Regions from separate parts of the Gossypium arboreum genome. Here region 1 is linked to region 2. Evidence: chromatin contacts called from public Hi-C data. All regions are on one chromosome and are shown on one strand. Each heading gives the region's core, a stretch centred on a gene start, on an enhancer-like site or on the middle of the called end of the contact. The rest is flanking DNA. Distances are from core to core; before and after follow the strand shown. Region 1 holds the start of LOC108461713 (subtilisin-like protease SBT3.5). Region 2 holds the start of LOC108482583 (probable F-box protein At2g36090).

Region 1 (7,163 bases), core at 1,065-3,564, 320 kb after region 2:
GTTTATAGCTTGTTAAATTTACCTTTAGCACTATTGGGGAAATTGAACTAGGTCCTCTGCCTGAGAAATCTGCAACTTTAGGAGATACCCATTTCCCTATAATTGTCTTTGGAATACCTAACTTGGCAATTGGATACCTTAAAAGAGAGGTGGAAAAGGTAAAGGAATTTAAGTGCTAAAGTCATACTATATTTATTGATTCTTCACTTTCTTAATTTATGTATACCTTGCTTTTCTTATATAGGATAGTATCTGAGTTCCTACTTCATAATCTACTTTAATGCATGGTATATAATGACATGACTCAAGTCCATCACTCCTATATTGCGCAAAAATAAGCCCTACCCCTCCTGCTTCTGCCACTGAAATTGCAGCACTAAATATATTCTGAGTACTTGATTGTGAAAAACAAAGTATGATCTGTCCTGCTGCTAATGTTGCATTCAGACTTCCTCGCTTGCACCCCAGGCTAGAAAAAGTAAATGTATCTCACCAGATGTATGAAAAAATAACATATATGAAAAATCATTTGACTAGATCAAAAGATAGGCCTAACGCTGAATCATCGCTATCATTTAAGGCAATGCGATCAGAGAATGTAATGCCAGTGAATCCATGGTTATGCATTCGAGTGTCAACAGATTGTCCCTGCAAGACAATAAGATTATTATGGAAAAAAGGACTGTATTGTTTGATTAATCTAGTGCTAAATTAAGATTTACCCAAAGGGTGTGGTTATTTCCTAGTGTAATGGCTGTTGGGAAGGCCCTATCTATGGTAGTAGCAGCAACAGTGATAATCCAAGGAGCAGTGTTCTCAACTGTCATTGCAGTAGGACCATCATTCCCTGCGGAGCAAGCTACAGTAATGCCCTTTGCAGTTGCATGAAAGGAACCAATTGCAATCGAATTACGTTGATCTGCGTAAGAGAACAAAGGTATAGAAAGGCCGATGGACACCGATAGGATATCGACTCCATCTTGTATGGCTTTGTCAAATGCTTTGAGAAGATCAGCATCAGTGCACCCTCCATGTCCAAAAGACCAACAAACCTTGTAAACTGCCAAGTGAGCTCGTGGAGCACCTCCCCTAGCCAAACCAGCAGCTAGTCCTTCATAGTTTGCATTTACTACAAAATTACCAGCTGCTATAGAAGCTGTATGAGTACCATGCCCTGAGCTATCTCTTGCTGATAGAATATCCTTTCCATTACTTATATTTATAGGTGTTTGGTTTTGATCCAAGATGCCTTTGACGAACCATCGAGCTCCGATAAGTTTCTTGTTACAGTTTGAGGAGTTGAACAACTGTCCCTCTTGGCATATACCTTTCCAATGAGATGGAATTAGATTCATACCCCTATCATTGAAACTCTCAGATTCTGGCCACACTCCTACAATCATGGTTTCCAAATTTATCAGCCTTTATATTGAGCCTTGTAAGTGTAGAGATTTATTTATTACCTGAGTCTATTACTCCAATGATTATTCCTTCACCCATGTTGCTTTTAGTTAAAAGATTTGTTGTAGAATGATCATTTAGCCCCATGAAGTCCCAACTTCTAGTTGTATGAAACTTGTGAACTTGATTAGGAATCACTTGGACAACACCAGGAAATGCTGCAATTTGTAAGTAATTTTTCTTAGTTTTTAAAGTTTTAGATGTTAAAATAAAACAAAAGCTAGGAAATTATATCACCTTCAATTTCTTTTGCCTGAGAATCTGTCAACCTGGCTGCAAACCCAGAAAAGCCATGTTTATAGCTATAAAGCATTGAACTTTTTGCTGCTTCCTTGCTGAGATTCATCCAAAATAGAAAAAGGAGCAAAGCTTTTGTTATTCTTTTTTTATTGAAATTTAGTGTAAATGTAAATTTAGAATACCTTCCAAGCAAGTCGGACAACATTTTGTAATGAAACATTTTGGTAACAGTTGGATCTTCATTTTCTTTCTCTCCCATGTACACAATATGCACCTGTGACATTGGCATTTATGTGCACAACACCAAACTTAAGTAATAAAACAAAATAAAATAAAAGCCACACCTGACTTAATTTCTGAAGTTGTATGCAGATATATGCTTACATTGCTTATGGCAGCCTTTGGAAAAGTTGACAAAAATTGAATTGAAACAAGAGTGAGAACAACAAACAAGTTTAATTTTGTATCCATAAACTAATCTTATAAGAAAAAACATATAAAGAGTTTCCAGTTCTAAGTTTGTTTATTGTTACAACATATAAGGAGTTTCAATAAGTTAGTTATCCCTGTATCCTTGAGCAAAGCTTCACCAACACAAAGTGGAAAGTGGGGAACATACTTTTCAGACCACACTTTCAATCTTTTATTTTTTTTTTTATATTCTTTATGTTTATTTTACTATTTATGTTCATGGTTCGTAATTATCCCTCTCAAAAATTTCATTTTCAATGTTCGAACATGTATTTCCTCTTTAGATGTTTAATGTGTCTGACTACTACACCTACACTTATTTGTGATCTTTATGTTTAATCAATAGACACTGTTGGTTTGGACTTTAGAGATGATTGAGTAAAAATTAATTCACGGTGTAAATCATATGAAACTGGGAATCATGAATAGTATGTTAATAACATAACTTTTTTTTATTCACTTTTCCATAAAGTTGGACAATATCACTTTTTATATGGAAAACTTTCCTAAAAAGATGAAATGATAGCTTTCTCTACTTTATCCTATATCTTTTTCCTTCTAGTTAAAGCTGCTGGTATTACTGTAGGCCAAGACATACACTTTATGCTTTTAATTATTCTATGGTATATGATGACCAATCTTATAAATAATTTTTAATGCACAATAAACTCAATTTTATAAAAGTTTGAAGATGATTCCCACAATCTAAAAAGATTGTTAAAATTCTTTTAAACAAAATTCAAGAAAAAAATTCAAAGAGAATTTATTAACTCAAGAGAGAAAGTCGTTGAATAATAAATGAATTCATTCTTGTGTACAATGTAGAGGCCTTTTTATAGGCTAACTAAATACATCTAAATAAAACTTTCAAGTATACTAAAATTCTAATTAATCTAAACAACAAGTAGTTTTAAGCTAAATTGTCTTGTTGCCGTAAAACTCCTAAATAACTTAAAATACTTAAAATTATCCAAAACTCAGAATAAATAAATAATAAAACTTAATAAATAAAATATTGGGATCGTATATAATAAAAATTAAGCCTGAAACTCAAGTCTAATAAGATTTAAACTCGAATAAAAAGTCTAGAATGCGTAATTTCTGTAATAATCCCGTCCAAAAATTCTGCTCGTGCAGTCTTCACTAAAATGGTCATAACTTAAACTCCTGGACTCGAAATCGAGTGATTCAAAGTGCGTTTCGAAACTAAGAGATAGGTATTTAAACGTTATGTAGACATCAATGCCTAGATCCCATAAAAATATCTGTCGCAAGTTGACTAATCTTTTTAGCTTGAAAATTGACACTTTGGTTGAACTGACTTTAATAAATTTCACTTATTACGTTCCCTCTCTCCTCAAAAAGTTTCATCCTCACATATTGTCTTTGATCAAATATTTATTTGAATTGCTTGACCTTTGACTTTGTTATTGGGCCTTAAGGTAGTGTAAGCCCATCACATTCATGGGCTTTGAGCTCGCATCAGGATGTCTACATGAACCAACTAAACTAAACCCGGTTGTAATGAAATTGATTTTGTTTCCAAAAAGTATAGATTTCGGAAACCTGTATAATTATCTGCTAGCCTTCCAATGAATGGTTGATGAATGATTGAAAGTTTGGACTCTCCCTAATAATGTAGACCCTATCCAAATCCTTTCTAGATTCCAAGCCCATGATTTTCAAAGTGGTGCTTTTGCTTTTGCTTTTGCTAGTTTTTTTTTTTTCTTTTCTTTTCTTGTTTCTCTGGAGGTACTATCTTTAAAGGGAAACAAAAAAAGCACTGCTTTGAGGAAAGGAACCAATGCAATTGAGCAATACACAACGATTAAAGATGTAAAAAAGGGTTGACAAATTGGAGTTACGAGAGTGGAGGACTTGAAGAAAGTTGTTGTGAGAGAATTGACAAGTTGGAGGTGATATGCTGATAATGTCCATAACTAACATCTCTATATATTCCCATATCTATATCTCAAAAAGCATTAGCATTGAGTGTTCACCTCTAAACTCCCATCCTGAGTTCAAGTCGCAAAAATCATCTGTGTATGGTGTACTTGTGTGATAATTGAGTAACTTATCATACGAATGTGAGTTGTATAACAAAAAAAAAAAAAAAAAATTTGGACGTTAACAACTTAAAAGAATAAGAATCCAAAGCAACATAAACAACCCCACTTTCTCATTATGGACCAGTTGTTGCCCTATTCCAACTTTTAAAAATGGAATCAATGTGAAGATGAAGAGATACAATCATGCACTAGTAGATGGTGACCCATCTTGTACATCACAAAGTTATAAGATAGTTTATTGTACCCACAAATCTTCGAACATCAAATATTCATTACAATGCACAGTACAATTATTTAAACTTTGTTTTAGTTGTAATCCCCTTTTTTTTTCCTTTCAATGAATAACTAAAAAGAGTGGAAGTGTTTAATTTTCATCTGCATAATTTTGTAAAATTTGTGGTATTGGCCACCAATTTTCCATTTGAGCCGACTCATTTGCCCATGAGAATTTGTGGTCTTGGCCACTAATTTTCAATTTGAGCTGACTCATTTGCCCATGAGAATAGATATATAATCTTATCCAATTTCATCAACAATTTCAAAATTGATTTATCCACAAGGCCTAAGTTTGAAAGTAATTTCCCATTATTCACAATACAACAATCCATCCAAAACAAGTCTTTTCGAAATTAGCTAATTATTTTAAAGGTCAATACTACAACTTTAATTTGAAAAGTACTTTAAATGTTAAAAATTCAATCAATTTTACTATTTTAATTTAAAATTTCTAGTCTAATCATTATTTTTGGTTTATAATTTCTTTCAAAATTTATCAATTTAACATGTTCGTATTTTGGCAATCATATGCAATGTTATATGAGTCAGTCTATTCAACATGTCAAGTACTCAAATTCTGATGAGAAATACTAATAATGTTAATGATTGAACTAATATTTTTAAATCATAAAAGTAAAACAACTTAAATTTTTAACTTTTTAAGCACAGTGACTAAATTTTAAATTTTGTCTAGTAGGACTAACTTTAGTAATTTCATATGTTACTATAGTATAAATCAACAATGCATATTGTCGATATGTCCGAGTGGTTAAGGAGACAGACTTGAAATCTGTTGGGCATTGCCCGCGCAGGTTCGAACCCTGCTGTCGACGCTTTTTATTATTATTTTTCCTTCTTAGACTTCCATTCATGGGCCTTAACATCCTTAGTCCTTCTCTTGAAATTCCTGGGCCTTAATACCTTTGACCCCAACAAAAGTCAAATTCATGTTATTTTTACTGAATTTATGTAAAAATCTTTTATTTTAAAATTTATTATAAGTGGAATTGTAAATAATTTATGTATAAATATTATTAAATTAATATATGATTTTTAAATGTTGTATTCATTGATGATTATATACAAGTAACAATATTAGTTATAGAAAAATATTAAATACTAAGAGCTCTATGTCAAATATTTAACGTGAAAGATATAATATTTTTTTTATAAAATAGGTATATTTGATTTGGGATTATGTCGCAAATTTAATATTAAATTTTAGGCTATGTTTGATAAATTAAAAATATAAGTGTTGAATTTAATTCATAAAACATGTTTAGTATTTTATTTAAAATTAAATATTAAATATGATTTGATTTGATTGTTTGATAAATGATAATATAATTTTGAAGGAAATTAATAGAATTAAAACTATTGAATTTATTCTCTATTAATTGATAAGTAGGTTCTTATCTACCTATCATTTTCTATATTTTTTTTTTGTGAGTTATCAAAATTAAATTGCTGTAAACATTAATTTTCAATTAATTGAATTTTTCAACGCTTGATAGCATTACTTACTTTTATCAAATCTAGTAGACTATCCATTGAAATTCAAAATAATTTAGAAAACAATAATGATAATGAATTTCTAACCATCAAGGCATGACTCTGTTCAGTTTAAGTTGAGATCAGAAAATGATTGTATATATTATAATTTAAACTTTAAATTTATTAAAGGCTAATTTTATACATCATTAAATAAATAAAAAGAATGATTGTATAAATTAATAGATATGCATATAATTAGAGCACTCTAATTATTTTAACAATTTTAAAAAAAAACTTGAAAATTGAGAAAATAAAATTGAATTTTTCAGTTACAATAATGTATAACTACTATTTTAATAATTACACTTCTTTGTAATTACATTGTGGTGTACAAACACATCTAATTAATAAATAAAAATATTATAGAGTGAGTGGTAAATCACATTACACTCCTAAAAGAAAACTTAAATATAAAATCTAAAAATATCATTATCAAAATAACAATTATAAACTTCAAAAAGAAATTAATTCCCTTGCCCATTATCCTTTAAATGAATCTTGTGTTCCATGTAAAGGTGATCTTAGGCTGTATTGGGCCTCAACAAAATTTTAAGTTTCGATCCGGCTCTAATAAAAATATTAAAATTTACGTCCGGTCAATTCTTATTAATTTTTTATATTGTTCTTTTTATATAAAACAATTTTAAAAAGTATAATACATCGAATATACTAAAAATTTTAAAATAAATGTTTCCCACTAAATTCAAAATATATTAAAAATTATTTATACTTAAATAACACTAAGATAGGTACAACTTAGCAAGCAAATACTTCTAAAAAATAATAAAATTAACAATAAAATAAAAATTATACAATATTTAAATAATAACAGTAAAATAATAACAATATAATAACAAAACGAAATCAAAACAATGACAAAAAGTAGCAAAAAGCAGTAAGTTTTTTTTCCTTTTCTTTTGCAAATTTAGATTAGATTAGGCCCTCAAAACTCAATCCATTCAGAAACCAGCTTTTAATTTTTTATCCAAATATATTTTTTTAGTTTATATTTTTACTCTGAAACAGTCCGAATTCACCTATGATTACCTCTAGTAGCATGAGATAGATATTTGCGTCAAAAGAAGAAACCAT
Region 2 (6,649 bases), core at 2,605-5,104:
TCATAAAATATTAATAATAACACGTAGAAATCAAATGTGATTATTATGTCCTAATCATAGTTAAGCATTAAAACTAAAGGCAACTATATAACTACAAAAAGTACATAAAAATAATAATAATGTCCTAAAAACTATAGGTGGCATGGGTAAATATAAAAATAAAAAAAACTTATTTTTATTGAATTGATATCTATAATAATACATAGAGTTTTACATATAATATAAACTAGGTATATTCAAACTCGAAAATTTATCTTACAAATAAAAATTTTATAAAAAAATCACTCGTTAAAGACAAATATAACTTTTTGTCCCCACAAATAGAACCAAACACAAGAAATAGTAAAATTAAGCAAAAGGTCCTCATATTAAAAAATTAATATATAAATTTATGAATGTATACTAAAATTAAAAAAATTATAACTAACACGTAGAGATTAATTTCACGCAAGAAAATAGCTAAAATGAATAATAAAAACTAAATAGAGATCAGTTTCATGTAATCAAAATACGTTGAGCAGAGTAGCGATTAGCAAGAAAAAAGGAGAAACTAAAATGATTTTTTTATTTAATTTATAATTAATTTTATTGTTTCGTTGATCCTCGTTGAAGTGTGATTCATATTTGCTCCAGAAGACATTTTGATATCTACATAATATAAAAAAACATAAATACAATATAATTAACTACTATATTACAATAACTATAAAATATAAAAATAAAAAATAAAATTTTAAAAAACTTACTTTTTTTTCCCTTTTCTTCCTTCCTTATAAGGGGGACCAAATCCCACCTTATATAACATTTATCTTTTTTTTTAATTAATATTTAGGTTTATGACTGGTCACATTGCCGATATCATTGACACGATGTGACCAAATATAATATATTTTTAATTTTTAATTTAAATTTTTACTTTTTAATATATATATTAAATAAAGTCATTTTTAATAAATAAATCCTTTTTAACAAATATTTTTCTATTTTTTAATTAATTCAAATTTCAATTTTTAATAAAATATTATTTTTAAAATTTTAAATAAAATTTAAAAAGGTTTGAATATATTTAAAATAATTAAAAATCATAATTTAAAAATTATATGTAGATTTAAAAATAATTAAAATTTAAAATATACATTTAAAATATTATAAAGCTAATAATAAATTTGAAAGATCATATCTTTAAAACATTTAAATGTTTTATATTATTAAAAATATATTTAAAATTAAAAAATAATATTTAAAATTTTAAAAATAATTTCAAAAATATATATTTAAAATTAAAAAATATTATAAAACATTTTAAATATACATTTCAAATTTTTAAAATCAATAATAAACAAATAAATAAAATAAATAAGGACAAATAAAAACTTAAAGAAAGTAAATAAATAAATAAATAAAGAAGAAAAAGCAATCAAACAAAACAAAGAATCTGACAAGAAAAAAAAATAAAAAATTTGCCCAAACTGTTTGAAACTTTGAATAGGGAAATAGCCAATAGGGTGTCAAGAAATTTTTTTAAAATTTGGTAGCGTTATTTTATTTGGCTCCACCACAAAAAATTAAAATTTCTCAAGTCTCCCTTTTAGTTTTAAAAATTACAGTATTTTTTTAGTATTTATACAAGTAGCGTCATTTTAAATGGCTCCACAAAAAAATTAATTTTTTAATGTAGATTACTGACGTGGCATGTTGATAGCACCGAACACTTTGACTCCACTAATTTTTACTGTAGATTTTAGGTTATTTTCATATTTTATCAAAAAAATAGATTATTTAAATAATTAATTAATTTTTTAAGGTTATTTTTATTAAAAAAGCCCTATTTCCTTCTTCATTCTTTTTATTTTGACTGACCACGACATTCTCTTTTTCAAGTAGGTTTTCCTTCTATTTACTAATCATAATGAAATCACAAAGTTAAACCAATGGGTTTTAATTAGTAGAACTCGGTTTCTAGTTTGGGTGTGAATTGAAAATGAATGGTTTCAAAATTTTAATAATTTTTACAGATATTAATTTCTTTTTGAAATTTTTAATAATATTTTATAATTTACACTTTTTAACAAATTTTCATATATATATATATATATATATTTATAGATTTCTTGAACTTTTAATACATTTAATATTAATTTTTTAATTTTTAGAATATTTAATTTTTAATTTTTGAAAATAATTTCCACGTCTGACATATATATTTTTTTAAAAACGCCACATCTAACATTTTAGGTTACTATTAGTATAGTATAGATGTATAAATATAATATAGATATATTCTTAAAACTAAAAATAAAGCTCACTATTTAAAATCCATTGAGCCTGAAATTAAATTTATCAGCCCATTACGAAGAATGAGCCTCTCATTAAACCCTACTTAAAATGGATACCCTCTTCTCCAATAAGTATGCCGTACCCAATTCAATCCTATATATCTGCCCAAATCCATAGGCTGGACCAAACCCATCAACATCATTTAACTTGGGAAACTCTCAAATTTTCATTTTGATTTGTCAAAGGTTGTGGATTGCAACATCATAACAGTCTGTAATTGATGAAACAAGTTAAAACACAGTTTAACATGAATAATTATTTGTCCTAGAAACAGTGTGCTTTGCAATGGTTACTTAAGTTGTCATTGGACCATATAATAAATGGGTAAAATTCGGTACCCTAAAATTAAGAGGATTACTACTTCAAAAGATATACAAAGCCAATCAGCCATGGTTTCTTCGAGCTTCTTTTTCCTTATAATCTCTTGCTTTCGTCCCTCAAATTGTATGTAACCCTTTTTAACAGCATGACGATTATTACTTCGTGAGCAATATAGAGCTTGGTTCAAGATGATTAAACTCTTGCCACCATTTACATATGCTCCACTAGTGTCCTCAATGTGCATACTAACCTCTTTCGATCTCAAATACCCATGTTTTTCCTCTATGTTGCATCTTGCCACTATAAGACACTTGGCCAAGTTGTGAGGCAGTTGTAGTCTCTCTTGGACTGGGATAATGCACCCAAAATGTAGAATATAGTCACCATTGGAAGCCCATATTTTCTTCACCGACAATGGCTTCCAGCTTGATAGATTTCCAGCTTTTCCTCTCTTCTTGTCTAATAACACCCAACTTAATCGAATCCCTTCTTTTAGTTCATTGCAACGATCATCTGCTTTTCCCACAAGTGATATGAAGTCATGTCCATCGTCACCGTCTTCGATATCTTCATCATTAATATCTGAGGGTACCACTTTGAATGGACAGTTCAATACCCAACTCATAAGACCAGTTGTTGTGTCATCATCTTGGCCGAAATCGGTTTCCATTGGTATGCCGTCTAAGACACTGGAAGTAATACATTTTTCTCTATAATAAACATCTATAAACAAAGCAAAATTAGACGGGGAAATAAGGGTTGGTTGTATAGGAAAGTAATTGTTGGCATCTTTGTGATCATTCGAAATAAGAGGATAAGAATCAGCATAGAATCTGCGAAAACCATCCGTTGATGATGAAATAAGGTGTTGGGCTTCGTCGAGTGCAGTGGAAGGCCATGTGGAATTACACAATTGCTTCCATAACCTTTGGTTTCGAGCTATGCCTCGAAGGTCAGAACATGTGCAGGCAGCTGAGGCCAGGGTTGAACCATCTAGTCGAGCCATGATGTCAGCTAGGATATCCCTGCTTAAGCACTTCAAATCACATTTCAAATGCTCCATCATTTTTTTTTTTTTTTGCCTACTATGGATACGCTCCCACTTGTTTATATAACAGTCATTTGACCCATCTAGCCGTCCATAGAGATGATGTATGACCATGAAACACACCATTGACCAACGTGATACAAGTCAGTAGCCGCGTTTTACAGGGTTTAAATTTCTTCCATAAATCCGTGGGACAATCCACAATTAGGCCAAAGATAGTGAACCGCCAACTGCAGGGTTGGCTTGCCAACTTTGAAACTTTGCCAAGTTCAAACAGCCAAATTCTTTAAATGGAAAACACCATTAGGTTCGTCCAAGCTATTAAGTTGTAACCTCTATACTAGACTGCCTAAGCCCGTAATTAAGTGATGGCTTTGTGAAGTTGAAAAGTCATTTATCATATTAAATGAAAGTAAGTGAGAGGTTCATCTGTGCTATTATTCATATTATTCCCTAATCATCCATCAATCAATTCAGCTCAAAAAAAAAATCCATCTTAAATTTTTATTAGTGTTGGATGCTTTAGTATATAAATTTATAATTAATACTTTTTTAACAGGTAATCAAATTTGTTAACAAGTGTCATAACGTTCACTAAGTATATAAAAATTTATATGCTAGTTAACAAAAACAAATCAACTTTTAACTTAATTTGATTGATTCATTCTTAAGATATCATCAAATAATTAAATAGTCTTAATAATTTATATTATTAGGGTTGAGAGAATGGGATCAAAATGTTGGTTGCATAGAACTTCATGTAATTCGTGGGGAATGGTTGTTACGGACGAAAAAGGAAAGCTGCCCAACATTTTGGCACTATTGTGAAAGAAATGGAAGCTCTTTATTGTGGACGAATTTCATTAACTAGAAGCAAAACTGCAATTAACCAGTTTAATTGATTCAAAGCTAAAGGCTTCTATATATTTAGGTACAATAGTTGCCCATAAACATTAAGGAAACCAAAATACGTGAAATTCAAGGCAAAAGCTCTTTGAATTTGCCAAGTGGCAATGCATTAGTTTCAAGTAGTTTGGACATGGACCCTAATCTTCTGTTAGACACAGTTCTCCTCCTTTATTAAAAATAGTGAAGAATTTGAAGGAATTCCCTACTATAATATGTTGGTGCAAAATTGTTTGTCGGTAATCTTGATTTGTTTATACTAAGATTGATTTTTATTCTAAGTTCAAGATTTATGAACTTTTTACTATCCTTTATTAAGAGGATATTAATGGACAAGATTGACAAATTGATATCAAGCAATATGATATAATTTTAAAGTTATCTTATTCTCATTTCAAGGATATTTTATCACTACGATAGCGCTTGAAGTATTTTAATGGAAGCTTCATCCTCCATTGTGGAGGAAATAATAAAACACTACATAGTTCATCTTGGGAACCCATTTCACTGGTGTAAATAGAAAGAAAACTGTCCATCGATTGAGAGTGATTTTACCAACTTCAATAGGAGAGGTCGAGTGTTGAGAGAACTTACATGAAGTGTAGGAGACAAAGGTTGCAATAATCCATGGATTGATTAATCTTAAATTAGCACTTGTATTCAGCTTTTTTAGTGGATTCAACTTTGAGTGAAGCCTAACATAGGTGGTTCACGAATTGCATAAACATATTTGGTGTTCTTTAGTTTTTGTTTGTTGTTCATTGTTCTATTGCTAGTCACAAAAATCGATACAACAATTTATGTAATAATTCTTTAGATTTTTTTATAATTTTTTGAGATGTAATTTTAATAATTATTTAATTTAATATTTACAAAAAAATCATATTTACACCAATCATATATTCGAATTATTCAAATTATAAAATTTAATTCGATTCAAAATCGAAACTCGAACTACTCGATTCGATTAACTTTTAGTTTGTATTTTTTTTATTTTTTTCAAATGCAATTGAATTTTGATCATATTTTTTTACCGGAGGTTGAGGTCGATTAGATTTTTCAGTGCAATTTTTTACGAGGGGTTGAGGTCGATCAGATTTCTTCAGAAAATATTTTCCCGGGAATCCCGGGATATCTGATGGATGAGTGAGATATTGTAGGAGTTGAAAGTGGTAGAAGGAAAATGCCACGTAGGACGCGTTTTCAATGCACTATAGAAAAATGCATTGAAAACGCGTCCTACGTGGGGCATTTTCCCTCTACAAAATTCAACGCATGCAAACTTCCCACTTACCTAGGAAATTTTTCTGAATCAATTGCCACTCACCCACACTCTATAAAAGGATGGCTTTTAGCATTGAGTGGCATAAGGAATTTTTGAACAACCAAAATTGCAAGAAGAATCGGAAGAAGAGAAAGTTCACAAGGCATTTCATAAGGTATAATTTGGAGCAACCATGCAATTGCATAAAGTAAGGATCAATTTTTATTCATATATAATTACAACATTATTTTTCTGCATAATGATTTTGTTTTGAACATGTGGAACAGGTTATTTCATTGAAAATGAGTGGAGAAATTAATTCTATTGTTTATTACGACGGTGAAGCCTGTGACACTAAGAATAGGGTCATTTTTTATCGGAGAATACAACGCGATTGGATTTTAACCCGAACATACAATTGATAGAGATGTGAGGAAAAATTAGGCAAAAATTCATTGGATCCAACCAGATGAGAGTATTATCACTGAAATATCGATTTTGTGTTTCAGTCGACCCCGTCAAATATGACGTTTTCAATACTAGAGGCATATGGGGGTCGAAGGTGATAGGGCAAACGCATATTGCTAGTGGATCACCAATACTCGAGTTATGTGAAGTTTGAAAACACAGATGAAGGCGCTCGAAGGTCAACATATGTTCCAGTTAAAGGAGCCAGAACAGAAGAACAAGCCGAACGTCCAACGACACAGTTGTGTGGTGGGTTCACTGCTTTGTTAGAAAATTCATATTATGATATCCTACAATCATCAATG

Evidence for each region. Hi-C and Micro-C count contacts between places; a contact is called where the count stands out from the background.
Region 1: a contact with region 2 is called in a Hi-C map of leaf, with 6 times the contacts expected there. The contact joins the promoter of LOC108461713 here to the promoter of LOC108482583 in region 2. A contact is called at or near these places in 2 of 5 Hi-C or Micro-C datasets (both in leaf).

Annotation. Positions count from the first base shown.
Region 1 is chr1:28,818,753-28,825,915 of ASM2569848v2, forward strand. LOC108461713 (subtilisin-like protease SBT3.5) reads right to left here and starts at 2,315. Exons shown (of 10, transcript XM_017761633.2): 1 at 2,086-2,315; 2 at 1,884-1,975; 3 at 1,699-1,796; 4 at 1,464-1,619; 5 at 723-1,393; 6 at 557-648; 7 at 227-469; 8 at 23-137. The coding sequence starts at 2,172. TRNAS-UGA (transfer RNA serine (anticodon UGA)) reads left to right here and starts at 5,269; the gene lies at 5,269-5,350.
Region 2 is chr1:28,499,428-28,506,076 of ASM2569848v2, forward strand. LOC108482583 (probable F-box protein At2g36090) reads right to left here and starts at 3,855. Exons shown (of 1, transcript XM_017785714.2): 1 at 2,479-3,855. The coding sequence starts at 3,832. The coding sequence ends at 2,639.